Linked DNA regions of Mus musculus: regions 2 and 3 are each linked to region 1. A link is a contact called in public HiChIP or PLAC-seq data. All regions are on one chromosome and are shown on one strand. Each heading gives the region's core, a stretch centred on a gene start, on an enhancer-like site or on the middle of the called end of the contact. The rest is flanking DNA. Distances are from core to core; before and after follow the strand shown. Region 1 holds the start of Smyd5 (SET and MYND domain containing 5). Region 2 holds the start of Tprkb (Tp53rk binding protein). Region 3 has its middle 11 kb from the start of Gm33200.

Region 1 (5,088 bases), core at 1,891-4,390:
CTAATACTGCGAACCCTTAATACAGTTCCTTATGTTGTGGGGACCCCCAGCGGGGACCCCCAGCCATAAAATTATTTTTGTTGCTACTTCTTAACTATAATTTTGCTACCTTTATATTGTAAAGTAAGTATCTGGATTTTCCCATGGTCTTAGGTGACCCCTGTGAAAAGGTCATTCCACCCCCAAAGGTGACACATAGGCTGAGAACTGCTGATATAATAAGTTTCACAGTAGAAGGAAGAAAAAGACAGAGAAGGGAGAAAGGGAGGGAAGACAAACTTTAGGGGAATATACAAAACTCTTAGACAGTACAGTATAGTTAGCAGTCTTTATTAGACCAGCCAGATGGCTCAGTGGGTGAAATGCTTTCTGCATCAAGTCTGATGATCTGAGTTCCATCTCCAGATCTCACTTTGAGAACAGAGAACCGGCTTCTAGAAGTTGTCCTCTGAGCTCCACATGTATGATGTGGCACAAACACGCATCCCTGTCCAGAGACACACATATCATACACACAAGTGACAATACTTTAAAGTGCATGAGCTTCTATTAATAACTGTTTTGACAAATACAATTATCAAAATAATTTAAAAGCAAGCCCAAATTAGTGAGCCATGCTGGGCTTTAGCTAGTGTACAGAAGTATAACATTCCAACTGGCACCGACTAGGCCTCATTAGATTCCATCCTCCACTGATTGGTCCCTGGCATAACACTTCACAGATATCTAAAAATCATCCCTTCTAACATCCACAGAAGCAGAACAGAGTGGGGCAGTGGTGGCGCACACCTTTGATCCCAGCACTCAGGAAGCAGGGGCAGGCGGATTTTTGAGTTCAAGGCCAGCCTGGTCTACAGAGTGAGTTCCAGGACAGCCAGGGCTATACAGAGAAACCCTGTCTCGAAAAATAACAAAAAAAAAAAACAAAACAACAAAAAAAAAGCAGACCAGAGTGCCGGAAGTTACCCTCCCTCTTGCCTCACATCACACTTCAGGCGATAGTTCTCTAAAACACTCAAAGAATGAGTACTTCTCATTTCACTCTAAGCCAGGCATGAGTGTTCTATGGTAACCTGAGGAAGACAGCACAAAAGGAAAGAAAAACTACAAACCAAAGATGACTGTAGCTGCCACAGCCCTCGGTAAGCCACCTGGCTCTACGTCCACATGGGAAAGTGATTCTCCTAGCAGAATATTAGGGACAGGCAGAGGACTGTGACCAGCTGGAGTTGGTTGGTTTGTTTTTGAGACAGGATTTTACTCTGTACCCCAGGCTAGCCTGGAACTCACAAGAGTCCTCTTACCTCAGTCTCCTGAGTTGTTGGAATACAGGCCAGGGTCACTAGGACTAGTCACTAGCTGGGGTCTTGAGAGAGGGCTAGGACAGAACTGGGCAAAGGGACTGGTGGAAGTAAAAAATGAGGAGGAAGTGAAGAAGGGAGTTTGGGCCAAGGTAGGGGAGGAGTACGGTGACTAAAAAAGTGATGAAAGGGATTACTGATCTGAGACACCTCAGATGGCCCCCAGATGGACCAGCTCTGGGTGGTAATGGGGATGTGAGCAGCTAAGGACACAAAGGAGACCAGCAAGCTAGCTTCCTACCCATGGGCAGATAGGAGTACTTGCTCTCAATGCCTATGGAACAGAAAGATAAGAGAAACTTAAAATGGGAACCTGGACAGATATGGAGATGCTGACAGCAAATGACAACATCTTGGGTCAAGGACCAAGGATATGCATGTTGTTATTATGATTATTTAACCTGACTTTTACCCAGGGGAATGCAAATGAAGTCAAAACCATAGCATTTTGCATATATCAACTGGCAAAGGCACCTAGTGAGAAAACAGTGCCAGAGAGAACAAAAGCCTGTCTGCAGCGAAGCCAGCAGAGACCTTTGCTCTCAGGACTGAGAAGATACAACATAAAGGAGCCATACAGAAGGATTTGGTTGAGTGAAGTGCGCCCCCCACCCCAAAACTCTTATTGATCAACTCCTTGGGTTTGTAGGTTTTTAGACCAGGCTGGCCTTGAACTCAAATCCGCCTGCCTCTGCCTCCCAAATGCTGGGATTAAAGGCGTGCACCACCACGCCCGGCTATCAATCAACTCTTTAACCAAGTAGAAATGGGACCGCTGATACTAAAGATGTACTGAAAACATGTATTAAAAGAAAACGTGGGATGGAGGTGGGGTGTTTCAGCCACAAGGCCCATTAACCAGCACTTGGGTGTTGGTAGATGAGTTCAAGTCCAGCCTCAAGAACAATTTGGAGTGTTTTTTTTTTTTTTTTTTGCCTTTACTTATGTGAATTTTCTATTCTACAGGGAATAAAACACGATTAATAGAGCCGATCATACTGGCACAAGTCTTTAATCTCAGCACTGGTGAGGCAGAGCAGCCTGGTTTACATAGTGAGTTCTAGGACTGCTGGAGTTACAAAATGAGACCCCGTCTCAAAACAAAACAAAAACAAAAAGCACAACAACAGAAGCAACAAAAAAGAACCATAATACGAATCACGAAATCATGTCATTCTCTTGCTTAAAACCCTTCAGGAGAAGTGCTCGGTGTGTAGGTTCTGGTCCAAGTTCCCTAGCTCTCTTTCCAAGTCTCCACCCATACCTTAGTCAGAAGGGTCGCTGGGGAGCCCAGTCTGCTTCATACCTCCGTTCCCTCGGCTAAGTACTCCCCTCACTACCGCCAGAATAGTAGCTAACTAAGCCCCAGCCTAACCAAGATAGCCTTGGCTTTAATCTGGCCCAGGATATCCCTCAACCCCAGGTCTACCCAGAGCCTCAACTCCACCCAGGACAGCAGCAGCACGGCCACCCGCCAGTGGACCGGGCTTTCCTCCCTCCCCCCGCGCGATATCGCCACGAGCCTGGGCACGAGGACCGACTCTGCACCCCGGGCCCAAGCAGCAACCAGACTGGCGCCGAGGGGCCCGGACTCCAGAATGTGAGCGTGGGTTCCCCCGCGTGGCTCTCCGGGCCCGGTCCGACCTGGCCTCACCTTGATGCTGTCCACATAACGGACTTCCACGGAACCCCGGGCACGGTCCGCCACGCCCACGCAGAAGGAGAACACGTCGCACATGGAGGCCGCCATCTTGGGCACGCCTCTGCCTTCTGACCCTTGACCCCGTCCCGGGAGGCCCCGCCCACAGAGCCAGCGAGCGCTCCCTTCCCCACCTTACCCCGCCCTGGGACGTGGCTAGCAATTCAAGGCTTTTGGTGTCTTGGTTGCTTGATTGGGTGGAACCTGGCCTGACTTTGTGCTTGGACTTCTGGTAGACTGTGTCTGACTCGGTAGCTTATGTCGGATGGACAGCATGAATGACGGCTGATGGAGTAGCTCAGGGGAAGACCCCCTACTCCCCACCCCCCACCCTCCAGCCTATCCTAGCTGTGTTCTTAAGTGTCCATAGTTGCTCTTCCCACTGTCTGGTGTTTGAGACAGGGTCTCACTATGTATCCCAGGCTGGCCAAAAGTTTGCAGCCCTCTTCCTGCTTAAGCAGCCCCTCGTCATTACCTCCAACACCGAACAAAGTTTTTAGACCCAGAGAAGACTGTCTTATTTTTGCTTTGACCCTCCATCCTGGTTGGATGCTGGGCTCACTCGGTTTAAAATTTTTCCCTCCCTCTGGTGGCAACATTTTTATTCTATGTTTGGGAGAGATTTGCTTTGAACACATGAGTGCAGAACTTTGAGCCACAACACTGCTTAAAACCAGCATTCCGACTATGCCTATAACCTCTGCATTCAGGAGGTGAGGGCAGGGAGGACCAGAAGTTCAAGGTCAACCCTCAACTACGTAGTGAGTACATGAAACCTGTCTGAAAGAGAAATGCACGTGATACTCTAGCCGAGGATCCTGGTTTGGTTTCCAATACTGGTTTCCAACTATCTGTAACTCCAGTTCTGGGGGCTCTGATGACCCCTCTTCCAACCTCCTCAGGCACCAGGCAGGCACATAGATACATAAAGGCAAATCAATCACATGCATAAAGTTAAAAAAGAAAAAGAAGAAAAAATGATTTCCTTTTTCTATAAATAACTAGGTTGGATCAGTGCCTCAGAGTAGTTGGGGACTTTCTTGACATTGCAGAGTGTGGTTTATGGAGCAGTAATAAATGGACCTCACATATGAGGACCCCTTAAGTAGACACAAAAAATGAATGTACACGAGGCTGGGAGAGAGGACAGGTCTATTTCTGCAACTAGACCTGACTACTATACCTTTTATTGTTTTGTGTCCCAGTTGACTATTCCAGTTGACAGGGGACCTGTGTCTGCTCTGCTATCGTTTCATAGTGACTTTAGGGGGTGGGGGAGATAACTTAGTAATTGTTTAGTAAGTGATTGAGTTTTTGTCTTTTTTTTTTTAAGACAAGTTCTCTCTTGGTGGGGAGGGGGGCATTGCATTTGATACAATGTTTCTCTGTGTAGCCTTGACTGTCCTGGAACTCACTCTGAACAGGCGGCGGAACTCAAACTCAATAAAGCTCTGCCTCCCTAGTGCTGGGATCAAAGGCATATACCACCACCACCACCACCACCAATGCCCACAAAGCTCTATGTGGACCAGGCTGGCCTCAAACTCAGAGATCCACCTGCCTCTGACTCCTAAATTTGACTTTTTGTTTTTCGAGACAGGGTTTTTCTGTGTAGCCCTGGCTGTCCTGGAACTCACTCTGCAGACCAGGCTGGCCTTGAACTCAGAAATCTGCCTGCCTCTGCCTCCCAAGTGCTGGGATTATAGGCGTGCGCCACCACTGCCCAGCAGTGACTTTTTTTTTTAAGTGAGCCAATTGTGGCTGTGTTTGCCACATAGCACGAGGACCTGGGTTTGATCCCCAGCGCCCACATAACAGGATATCAATCCTAGGGTCGAGGTGGTAGAGGCAGGGTGACACCATGGGCTCCCCAGCCAACTAGCCTAGTCAAGTGGGCTAGCTCTATGTTCAACAGAAGAGCCTGACTCAAAAGGAAAAGAAAAGAAGGTAATTAAGACCCTCTGGCCTCTGATGAACATGAATGGGTGTGCACACACACAATGGACCAGTTGTTCCTGAAGGAGATAG
Region 2 (5,088 bases), core at 1,146-3,645, 480 kb before region 1:
CAGGAGACAGCAGATGCTGGCGAGGATGTGGAGAAAGAGGAACACTCCTCCATTGTTGGTGGGATTGCAAGCTTGTACAACCACTCTGGAAGTCAGTCTGGAGGTTCCTCAGAAAGTTGGACATAATACTACCAGAAGATCCAAAAATACCTCTCCTGGGCATATACACAGAAGTTCCAACTGGTAATAAGAACACATGCTCCACTATGTTCATAGCAGCCTTATTTATAATAGCCAGAAGCTGGAAAGAACCCAGATGTCCCTCAACAGAAAAATGGATACAGAAAATGTGGTACATTTACACAATGGAGTACTACTCAGCTATTAAAAACAATGGATTTATGAAAGTTTTGGACAAATGGATGTATCTGGAGGATATCATCCTTAGTGAGGTAACCCAATCACAAAAGAACTCACATGATATGTACTCACTGATAAGTGGATATTAGCCCAGAAACATAGAACACCCAAGATACAATTTGCAAAACACAAGAAAATCAAGAAGAGGGAAGACCAATGGGTGGATATTTCATTCCTCCTTAGAATAGGGAACAAAATACCCATGAAAGGAGTTACAGAGACAAAGTTTGGAGCTAAGAGGAAAGATGGACTATCCAGAGACTACCCCACCCAGAGATCCATCCCATAATCAGCCACCAAACCCAGACCCTATTGCATATGCCAGAAAGATTTTGCTGAAGGGACCCTGTTATAGATGTCTCATATGTGGCTATGCCAGTGCCTGTTAAATACAGAAGTGGATGCTCAGTCATCTATAAGATGGAACACAGGGCTCCCAATGGAGAAGCTAGAGAAAGCACTCAAGGAGCTGAAGGGGTCTGCAACCCTATAGGTGGAACAACAATATGAACTAACCCGTACCGCCAGAGCTCATATCTCTAGCTGCATATGTAGCAGAAGATGGCCTAGTCAGCCATCACAGGGGAATGCCAGGGCCAAGAAGCGGGAGTGGGTGGGTAGGGGAGCAGGGCGGAGGGAGGGTATAGGGAACTTTCAGGATAGCATTTGAAATGTATATAAAAAAATCTAATAAAAAAAAAACAAAAAAAAGAACTATGTCAAATGTTTTCTCAGCATCAAATAAAATGATCATGTGATTTTTTTCTTTGAAAAAAAAAAAAAAAAAGAGTCATGTTGACATTTAGTTCCCGATGTGTGATATTAAACGGTGAGGCCAAGTATGGAATTAAGAAGGTGGCTAGGACTTTGTACTAAGAGATAAAAATAAAAAATAATTAATCCGCTCATATCACTATAAAGTTAATAGTTTACCTCAGGGGCAATTGGGGCCTTTGAACTCAAAATTTTGTTTTTTGGGTTTTGTTTTGCTCTGCCTTCCAAGTGCTGGGATTAAAGGTGTGTGCCACCGCTGCCCAGGTCAAAATTTTGTTAATCCAGTTATATGATTATCAAATAAAGGCTTCTATCTCCAAAGCGATTCTATTACAAATGAAGTTTGCCTAGCCTCCTAACCTGCTCCCTGGCTTGAGGCAGACGCTGGCAGATCTCTGAGTTTAAGGCCAGCCTGGTCTACAGTATGAGTTCAGGACATCCAGGGCTACACAGAGAAACCCTGTCTAGGAAAACACAACAAAACACCTCACCCACCATGAGGTACTGTGGTATTAGCAACAGGAGGTGGTCTAAGGCTTCTCACGTCCAGTGTCCACGTTCTGACTCTATATCCACATCTCTCCTGACTCATCCTTGTCACAAGCACTGCCATCACCTCTTATCAATAACACCTTAACAGCGTCCTCATCCGGGCCCTGTCACCAGTAATGCAATTCTAGCCTATCCCAATGGTCACGGGGTCCTTCAGGAGGAAGTCAGGCTGAAGCTAAAGCACTAACTATGTCACTGGGACCAGCATGTAGTCTGGACCCTGCCTGACTCCTCTCCAACCCGGATGGCATGGCCTGCCCTCGGCTTAGGCTGGTCAGGCTTTCCAACAGGGCGTCCCTACTACCCTCAGGGCTTCTTGCCTGGGTCCCTCCTGCCAAGGCCGCTCGCTGGCCCGGGTAAAGCCTGGGGTGGAGGCGACTCCGCTCTCCGCCGCGCCTCCCTCCCAGCGCTGGGCCTGGCTGTGGCTGTGCGGTCCGCACGCGGCTCCTCCAGCCTCAGCCTCGGGCATCGCCTGCAGGGGGCGCCCCGGCGCGCGCAGCCGAGCGGCCTTCCGTCCCGAGCCGCGCTCCTGAGACCATGTCGCTCTCCACCGGGGCTCGCGACAAACACGGGCAAAGGCACGCGTACTTCGCCCGCAAAACTGTCCGCAGGGAAAGAGCAACAGGGCGGAACTCACCCTGCATCCTACGCCCGCATCAGAAGATCGTCCCCTAGGAAACTTAGCTCTCTACTTCCGGAAGTGCTTAATGTTTGATAGGTGGGCGGGCGCCGAGGCGCCCAGTTTCCGGTGGGCGTGCTCCTGGCTCTAAAATGGAAGTGGAGCGGACTCCTAGTACCGCTAGAAGCTGCTGGCGGAGGACAAGGAGAACTAACTCTAATTTGTCCCGGCTTCGGAGGTGGAAAAGCCCCCACTGGTCGGGCCTAGAAGCTGAGGTATGGTGTTGTCAGCCCTGTTCTTAGCCTGTGTTGAACACTCTTTTCCTGTGAAAAAGAAAAATATTCACCAGGATGGGAGTCACAATTTATCAGAGCTTTCCAGACTCAGTTTACCGAGTATGCTCTTGGGTGGAAACGGGGATCTGGCGTGGTTGTGGCTTACATTGAAGGAGCGCTTCCGGTGCTTGGAGATCTAGAGACAAGTGGACTTTCACAGCTGTGACAGAGGAAAGAGGCAAATTTCTTGAGCAGACCAGAGGACGCGACGCTGGGATCAAGTCCCCAGAAGCCATCCGCCTCAGGGAATTATACAAGACCAGGGTACTGCTCACGGGGAAGGGTGGCCACCAAGATAGTGAGTCCGGATTTTAGTCCTTGCTACCTGTCAAGAGAACCCAATGAATAAAGAGCTTGAATCTTAAAATTAGTTTATCCAGAGAGAACCTGCAGTCTGAAATAGTAGGTTAATTACCCTACAGACATGCATTCCCTGCCATCTTCACCCAGCAGAATATATAAGGAGGAGATAGGGCCATAGGCAAAGACAGCCAATAATCCTGGAGCTCCGTTTTGTTTTGCCTCTCTGGCCAGATGGTCAACATGAGGACACTTCTCATATGATGTTTGCTTCTTACTTTCTTGGCTTTCTCCTCGTCTGCAGGTGTTTGGACACAGGCACATTGGAACTCAGAATCTAATTAATTTCTACTGATAATCGACCTTACACCCCTACAGAGATACCTGGGAGGTTAATTCAAAACAAATGAGAGGGTGTCCGTTTCGTTTCCTTTCCTCAGTGTGAAGTACAAGTGTGTCTTCATAATCCAGAATATGAAAGTGTCCCTATCTGTCCCCAATCATTCTTCACTATCAGTAGCAACTCTGAGATCTGTGTCATATGAAAGATGACATCCTGACACCGTGCACCTGGTTGGTTGTCGGAATGACTTCTTTTCTTGTAAGAGAATTCTCTGGCACAAAAAGATGTACATCAGAACATACCATATGTAGCAGGAGCAGCTGTGTCTTGGAGTGAGAATTTCTGAAATATGCTTTGTTCTGAAACAGATATAGACAATAAAGGTCTGAACCAAAGTTAGAAGACAGTGTCAGGTAGCCACATATAAAACCATTTCTCTGTAACTTCTCAGCTTTCCTTTTGGAAAGTCCACCACAGTGAGTCCAGTCTCACTCACCAGGGCTAGACTGCCCTGCACTTATAGCCTTTCTGTTTCAGCTTCCCCAGTGCTGGAATTTCACACAAGCAGTGTGACTTGGTTCTAATTCTGACTCCTTTCCACATCTCTGAAGATACTATTGTTTGGTTGTGGTGGTTTAATTTTATCTCTCAGCCCTGTGATGGGATCTGTCCCAACCGATCTGATTCTGTGTTGAAGGCGTGAATGAGTGACACATGTCAAGGAATTAATGCCAATAAACCCTAGAGCCTACCTTGTCTATTTTTTTTTTTTTACATTTTGTTTATCCTGTTGGTGACGTCCTTGCATCTCCATTAAATCACTAATGGGGATGTCCATTAGAGGCTGTATTTCTGCAGAATGTCTGCAGGCAATAGCCATATAACTCTTATTTATTTATTTATTATTTTTTATTTATTAGATATTTTCTTTATATAGATTTCAAATGCTATCCCGAAAGTCCCCTATACCCTCCCCCTGCCCTGCTCCCCTACCCACCCACTCCCACTTCTTGGCCCTGGTGTTCCCCTGTATTGGGGCATATAAAGTTTGTAATACCAAGGGGCCTCTCTTCCCAGTGATGGCCAACTAGGCCATCTTCTGCTACATATGCAGCTAGAGACACAAGCTCTGGGGGGTACTGGTTAGTTCATATTGTTGTTCCATCTATAGGGTTGCAGACCCCTTCAGCTCCTTGGGTGCTTTCTCTAGCTTCTCCAGCCATATAATTCTTAAAGGAGAACACAAAACAGAACTAATGAGTGAATATTTAAGGAAAGCTAGTGTTAAAGTATGCAGTCCATCAAGGTAGCCCAGCAAGCCTGAGACCTGAATGAATCCCGGGAACCCACCTGAGGAGGAAGGCGAGAACCAACTGCGAGAGCTTGCCTTCTGACCTCCACTCAAGCCATGGCACACACGATAGTAATGAGAATTCTATAAATTACAAATAAGCAGTTGTCTGTAGATGCTTTTAAATCTAATTATCTACTTATGTTTTAAAATCCTAATAGGCAATGCCTTTTAATCATTAGGAAGCATTGCTCAGAGTGTGCCCTGTTAGAGCATGTTGAATTATCATTGCTTAAAGAGAATTGAGAGTTAGCAGCACATGAACACACGCCCGCCTAGGAAAAATTAGTAACATGAACAGTTCTGATTTGGAGAAAAGCAGTTTTCAAAGTACTTCCTAACTGCTGTGTTTTAGAAATTTTATAGAATACAAGATACACACACACACACATATATACACATAGATAGTTTGTGTCACCACATCAAAGAATTATACAAAACTAAAGAGGCCCCC
Region 3 (5,088 bases), core at 1,023-3,522, 280 kb after region 1:
AGGTGTTAGGGGCCCAATAGTTTTTGGATTCTTTACTGAGAATATAGATCAGGTTCCCCCTCCTTGCCCAGCCCCCAGAAAGGTGCCATGGACCACCCCAGTCGTGTATGGGTGTCCCTGGAATGAGGGTCCTTGAAGCTGGGTGGGTAAGGATTCGGTGGTGACAAACAGAAACAAACACAGAGGCAGTTTGATTCTGGGTGTATTTTGCAGCTCTCGAGCAGGGGATTTTATACATTAAAAAAAAAAAACCAAACATTACATCGCTTCGAAACTATATCCAGTGAGACAATCACAAATATCAACAAAAATCATTTAGCACAATAAAGCACAAAAATCATCCAAGCATTACAACTCTGAAACTATGTATTCAGTGAATCACAAACAGAACAGGTAATATCATTATAAATCATCAAAATATAACAGTTCTAAAGGGATGTATTCAGTGGGGGCTGTCGTCCAAGGCTTGTGGCATATTTCCAGGAGCAGGTTAATAAATTTTTAATGGTCAGTGCTCTTAACTGCTGAGCTAACCCTCCAGCCCCATGGTCAATTATTATTTAACATCTAATGCCTCATTTTTAAAAAAATCTTCAACACGTAAATTTAAACTATTTTAATTTTTTTCTAATTAAGGCTTTCTTTACCATATACCAAAACCCACCTCTGATGACACACATATGAAATTTTACTGTTGGGAAAGTTGGGGTTTTTTTGTTGTTGTTGTTGTTGTTGTTTCTTTTTGAGACAGGGTTTCTCTGTATAGCCCTGGCTGTCCTGGAACTCACTTTGTAGACCAGGCTGGCCTCGAACTCAGAAATCTGCCTCCCTCTGCCTCCTGAGTGCTGGGATTAAAGGCATGCCCCACCACGCCCGGCTGTTGGGAAAGTTTTTATCTATCATCATAGTTTTGTAAATGATTTACAAAGTAAAGTGTTGGCTTCCCTGGGGATAAGGTCCTGTAGTGACCTTATCTCTAGGGATGGTTTCTGACCCATTATTCTCACTTAAGATCTTGGTCTAGGCTATCAGAACATGTAAATAAGAAAAGGAATAAGAAAAAACAAAACAGATAGATCACCATGAGAACTACAGCTCAATAATTTTTTCTCCGGCAAAGAGTTCCATAATGGCTTCCAGGAGGCCTCCCCATTTTGAGGTCAATCTCCTCACTCTGTGGCACTTGTCACACAGATCCTATTGGAGGTGGTGTGGCAGAAAGGTACCAGCTAAGTCTAGGGACAGCACTGTCAGGAGCACCCACCTACCTGGAGCATAGCTCAGCACCCGCACACTCAGTTCCTCAGCAGCCAGGACCTGGTAGAGCATGTCTCGGGCAGCCTTCCCCGCACAGTACAGACCCCAGCCCTTGTAGGGCTGCAGGGCACACAGAGATGAGATGTTAACCACAGTCTTGCTCAGGCCAGGGCTATCCCGGAAGGCATTCAAGGTGCCGGAGGTCAAACAGAACATGGAGGTCAGGTTCAGAGCCCAGTAGTTGTTCACCTCAGCTAGGTCATTCACGTTGAGGAAGCCTTTGGAAACATCCCCAAGAGTGGCTGAAAAACAAAAACAAAAACAAACAACAACAACAAAAAAAAAACAGGACCAAAGAAATGGCACAACTGGGGCGCTCTTCTTCCTCAGCCTTCCTCAGTTCCTCCCCATAGGCGTTTGCTATCCCTCTGCCCCAGCTCTGCAGACACCCCTAATGCAAGCTAAGACTACTCCTGAATGCTCTTTAGTAAAGCAGAGAGATTTGTTCAAAAAGTCTTGACTCACACACCCGCCAGGAGGCACTGTCACTCATCAGTGACACTGGTACACCCTCTTGGACTTTGGACTTTTGCGAACTTGCCCTCCTCTTACCCAAAAGGCGATGAGGTGAGAGCTCGCAGCCGGGGTCTGGACCGGAGTCTCACCTGCGTTGTTGATGAGCAGCAGGCGCTGCAGCCCCTCGGGCCTCGGGAGCTCAGCATCGCGCTCAGAGGCAACCGCTGCATGCCGGCCTCGGTGCCCGCAGCTGCCAGAGTGGTGTGTGGAGCGGGTGCAGGCCCGGCTGCTGCGAGCCCAGCTCCTCCTTCAGTTGCCACAGCACGAACTCACAGCGTGCGTTTAGGAGCATCACCGAACCCGGTAACTGCAACCGGGCTAGCTGCGGGGCCAGGGCGGGACAAAAGCCCCAGGAGGCCCCGGTCAGCACGCACACAGCGCTTCCCAGCCTGCCACACTCTTTGTCTGGAGCTCAACTTCATGGGCTGCTACCTAACCAGCGTGGGGCGGAGCCTATCCTTGGCTTTGGACAGTGGAAGTTCAGGCCAGCATCCACTCGTGTTTGGGTGAAAAAAGTGACGAATAGCCAGGGAGCCATGGCTCAGCAGGAAATCCCAGTCCCCTTCCTAGTGCTTCTAAGTTCCCCTTGAACGCCACTCCCATAAGTTCAGCCCCTTTCTCAATTTCCACCCTGTTCCAGGATCAGCTTCCCCCTCCAGGGTTGGTTTGTCTTTATCCATACAGGACATACCAGTTAGAGACCAGTGACAGTCTTGGATGAAGTCCTTGCCTGCGTAGAGCTTGTGGTCCCTTTGCACTCTGATTAACAGAAGCCTTCTCTGGAAAAGCACAGCAGCTTCCCCAGGAGGTGCTAGGCAGACAGAACCAGAAAATGAAGAGCACACACAGGGGAAGAGAAAGGCTGAGAATCACAACAATCTCACGAACAAGACTCATCACTGTCAGTGAAAACGCTTGGTTCCTTGGGACCTGTGTACTTATCCTTCAACCTGTGTCATGCACTCTAGAAACAACTTCATAATCTCAAATGGGAAAGAAAAATATCCCAGCTCTCTGGAGATGTCTGAGGAGGACAGGAGAGAAAGACATAGAGATTGCTTTGATCCATTTTTAGTCTGAGGTGAGCTAGAGTCCATCGGAATTACAGGCAAGCAGGCTAGCGGCTAGCTCCTCTTTGTTTCAGAAAGTTCAAGTGGTAGGACTAGGCAGTTCTTAGCTAGGGCGGACTGGGAAGCCAACCATCAGAGGGCACCCCTCTCAAGTTCCAATCTTTTGGCTCTGCAGTAGTTATAAACTGATGTTATCCTGCCCCCTTCTGGCCGCTCTGTAGCAACACCCTGTCCTTCCTTTTTTCTATGCACGCCATAATAAAGGAACAAAATACCATTCATACTTGGGCTGCCCAGGGAAAGGTCCCTGGAAGAAGTCGCATAGACACCTTGCTGTTCCTGGTCCTCGGGTCCTCAATGAGAGTTGGCTGGGCTGCAAGTCAAGAGTGGGAGAGATTTAGAAGCACAAGAAGGCTGGCATAATGACCTTTTCTGTGCTTACAGTGCCTGCTTCCCATGTGAGATCTGAGTTTATTCCCCAGAGTGCAGAGAAGACTCAGCACTTGAAGATGGAGACATATACACTTCCCTTTTTTCATGTTTTTTTTTTGAGACAGTGTTTCTATATTGAGCTCTGACTATCCTGTAACTCACTCTGTAGACCAGGCTGGCCCAGAACTCACTAAGACCCATCCCCTCCTCTTCCTCCTGGTTAAAGGCGTGTGCCAGGTGCATTTCAAGTTCAATGGCCTTTCGGATGCCTGTGTCTAAAAGTCCAGGTGTTCAGCATCTGTGAATTGACATTTGTACATGTGTAGATGTGAACAATGCACATATAAAGTTGAGCACACATGTGCATGTGCACAAGGACACACATGGACAAGAACACAAGTTAAATATATCATGTGAGAGTGCACATGCATGCATACTAAATATACTGATGAAGAAGTCCACAGTCGACTTAAGCCCCAGGTGGCCCTTTGCAAGGCCTGACCTCCTTTCTGCAGGAGCATCCTGGTGGGTAAGACTTAGAAGACTCAGGCAGGGTGATAATGCTGAGAACTCCAGGAAGTTCTTCCATGGATGCTGGATGGTTTGGGGTCTTACACGCGTTCTCGCGACCGGCCAGGAAGAACGCAACAAACCGGAATCTTCTGCGGCAAAGCTTTATTGCTTACATCTTCAGGAGCCAGAGAGCAAGAGAGCAAGAGCTCTATTGCTTACATCTTTAGGAGCCAGAGCGCAAGAGCGCAAGAGTGCAAGAGTGCAAGAGAGCAAGAGCCAGAGCAAGAGAGAGAATGGCGAAACCCCATCCCTTTTTAAGGAGAATTATCCTCCGCCTAGGACGTGTCACTCCCTGATTGGCTGCAGCCCATCGGCCGAGTTGTCATCACGGGGAGGGCAGAGCACATGGGGTGGAGAACTACCCTTGGCACATGCGCAGATTATTTGTTTACCACTTAGAACACAGGATGTCAGCGCCATCTTGCAACGGCGAATGTGAGGGCGGCTTCCCACATTGGGGGAGTCTCATTACTACTGAGTAGTTTCCAATTGGTGGCCTGGCAATGAGATCCCAGCTTTGTCAGCCCTGTGGGTCACCTGGATGTCTCACTTCCATGCAGCATGGGACCAGGCACCTCCGAGAAGCCAAGGCAGATGGCCCTGCACTGAGGAGAAAGGAAGGCCGCCTGGATCAGTTCTTCTAATGTTAACCTTCTGCACCCCTTAATCATGGTAATGTCTTCTATAATGGAAATAAAATCCCATTGTTTAAATGGCGTTTTTTTTGTTATGTTGTGTTTTCTTTATTTAGATTTTTAAATTTTTATTGTTTTTTTTTGTGAACTTCATTCACATCATCTACCCCAATCCCACTCATCTCCCCTTCCCCTTGTACCTGTCCTCCACTCTTGCATCCTTTCCCAGCAATACAGAAAAAACATCTCTTGGGAGCTGTAGTGCATCAGTGTGCCCATAATATTCTTTTTTGTCCACACTTCTTTGCTTGTAAATGTTCATTGCAATGACTTGTTCGTCCAGTATGGAGCCTCTGACTTGTGCTACTCAATAATGGAACGTCACTGGAACTCTTCTTGGATATGCTGGTCTTTCCCTGAGTCATGGAAATCCTGTAGTATTGGGTCTGTAGAACCAGCCTCTTAGTGCACTCCAGCAGTTCACTGATAGGATAGATGGGGTGAACCAACTGAAAGCCTGCATCTGGGCCTGAGAGGCTCAGAGA

Evidence for each region. HiChIP or PLAC-seq counts read pairs in DNA pulled down with a chosen protein or histone mark.
Region 2: a contact with region 1 is called in an H3K27ac HiChIP or PLAC-seq map of trophoblast stem cells, with 3 times the contacts expected there. The contact joins the promoter of Tprkb here to the promoter of Smyd5 in region 1. A contact is called at or near these places in 8 of 39 promoter capture datasets (the 3T3-L1 cell line, 3T3-L1-derived adipocytes, cranial neural crest and 4 more), 1 of 484 Hi-C or Micro-C datasets (pre-pro-B cells), 9 of 115 datasets of contacts at active chromatin or transcription factors (the 230-238 cell line, bone marrow-derived macrophages, embryonic basal ganglia and 6 more) and 2 of 9 other capture datasets (adipose tissue and liver).
Region 3: a contact with region 1 is called in an H3K4me3 HiChIP or PLAC-seq map of bone marrow-derived macrophages, with 6 times the contacts expected there. The contact joins the enhancer-like site here to the promoter of Smyd5 in region 1. A contact is called at or near these places in 8 of 39 promoter capture datasets (the 3T3-L1 cell line, 3T3-L1-derived adipocytes, embryonic stem cells and 4 more), 1 of 15 datasets of contacts at CTCF or cohesin (the NIH/3T3 cell line), 1 of 484 Hi-C or Micro-C datasets (bone marrow-derived macrophages), 10 of 115 datasets of contacts at active chromatin or transcription factors (bone marrow-derived macrophages, embryonic basal ganglia, embryonic forebrain and 7 more) and 3 of 9 other capture datasets (adipose tissue, liver and macrophages).

What each region holds. Positions count from the first base shown.
Region 1 is chr6:85,430,028-85,435,115 of GRCm38.p6, reverse strand. It overlaps Smyd5 (SET and MYND domain containing 5), which reads right to left and starts at 3,140. Exons shown (of 13, transcript NM_144918.2): 1 at 3,016-3,140. The coding sequence starts at 3,111.
Region 2 is chr6:85,913,026-85,918,113 of GRCm38.p6, reverse strand. Tprkb (Tp53rk binding protein) reads right to left here and starts at 2,395. Exons shown (of 6, transcript NM_176842.3): 1 at 2,324-2,395. It overlaps Nat8f1 (N-acetyltransferase 8 (GCN5-related) family member 1), which reads left to right and starts at 2,482. Exons shown (of 2, transcript NM_023160.3): 1 at 2,482-2,580.
Region 3 is chr6:85,152,150-85,157,237 of GRCm38.p6, reverse strand. It overlaps the pseudogene Spr-ps1. Among named protein-coding and RNA genes, the nearest start is that of Gm33200, 11 kb to the left of the region's middle. Within about 2 kb of position 2,272, at least 77 of the 459 cell types and tissues checked have an H3K27ac peak or open chromatin away from gene starts, as enhancers often do. A contact at or near this core is called in adipose tissue, bone marrow-derived macrophages, embryonic forebrain and 3 more, where this site is marked.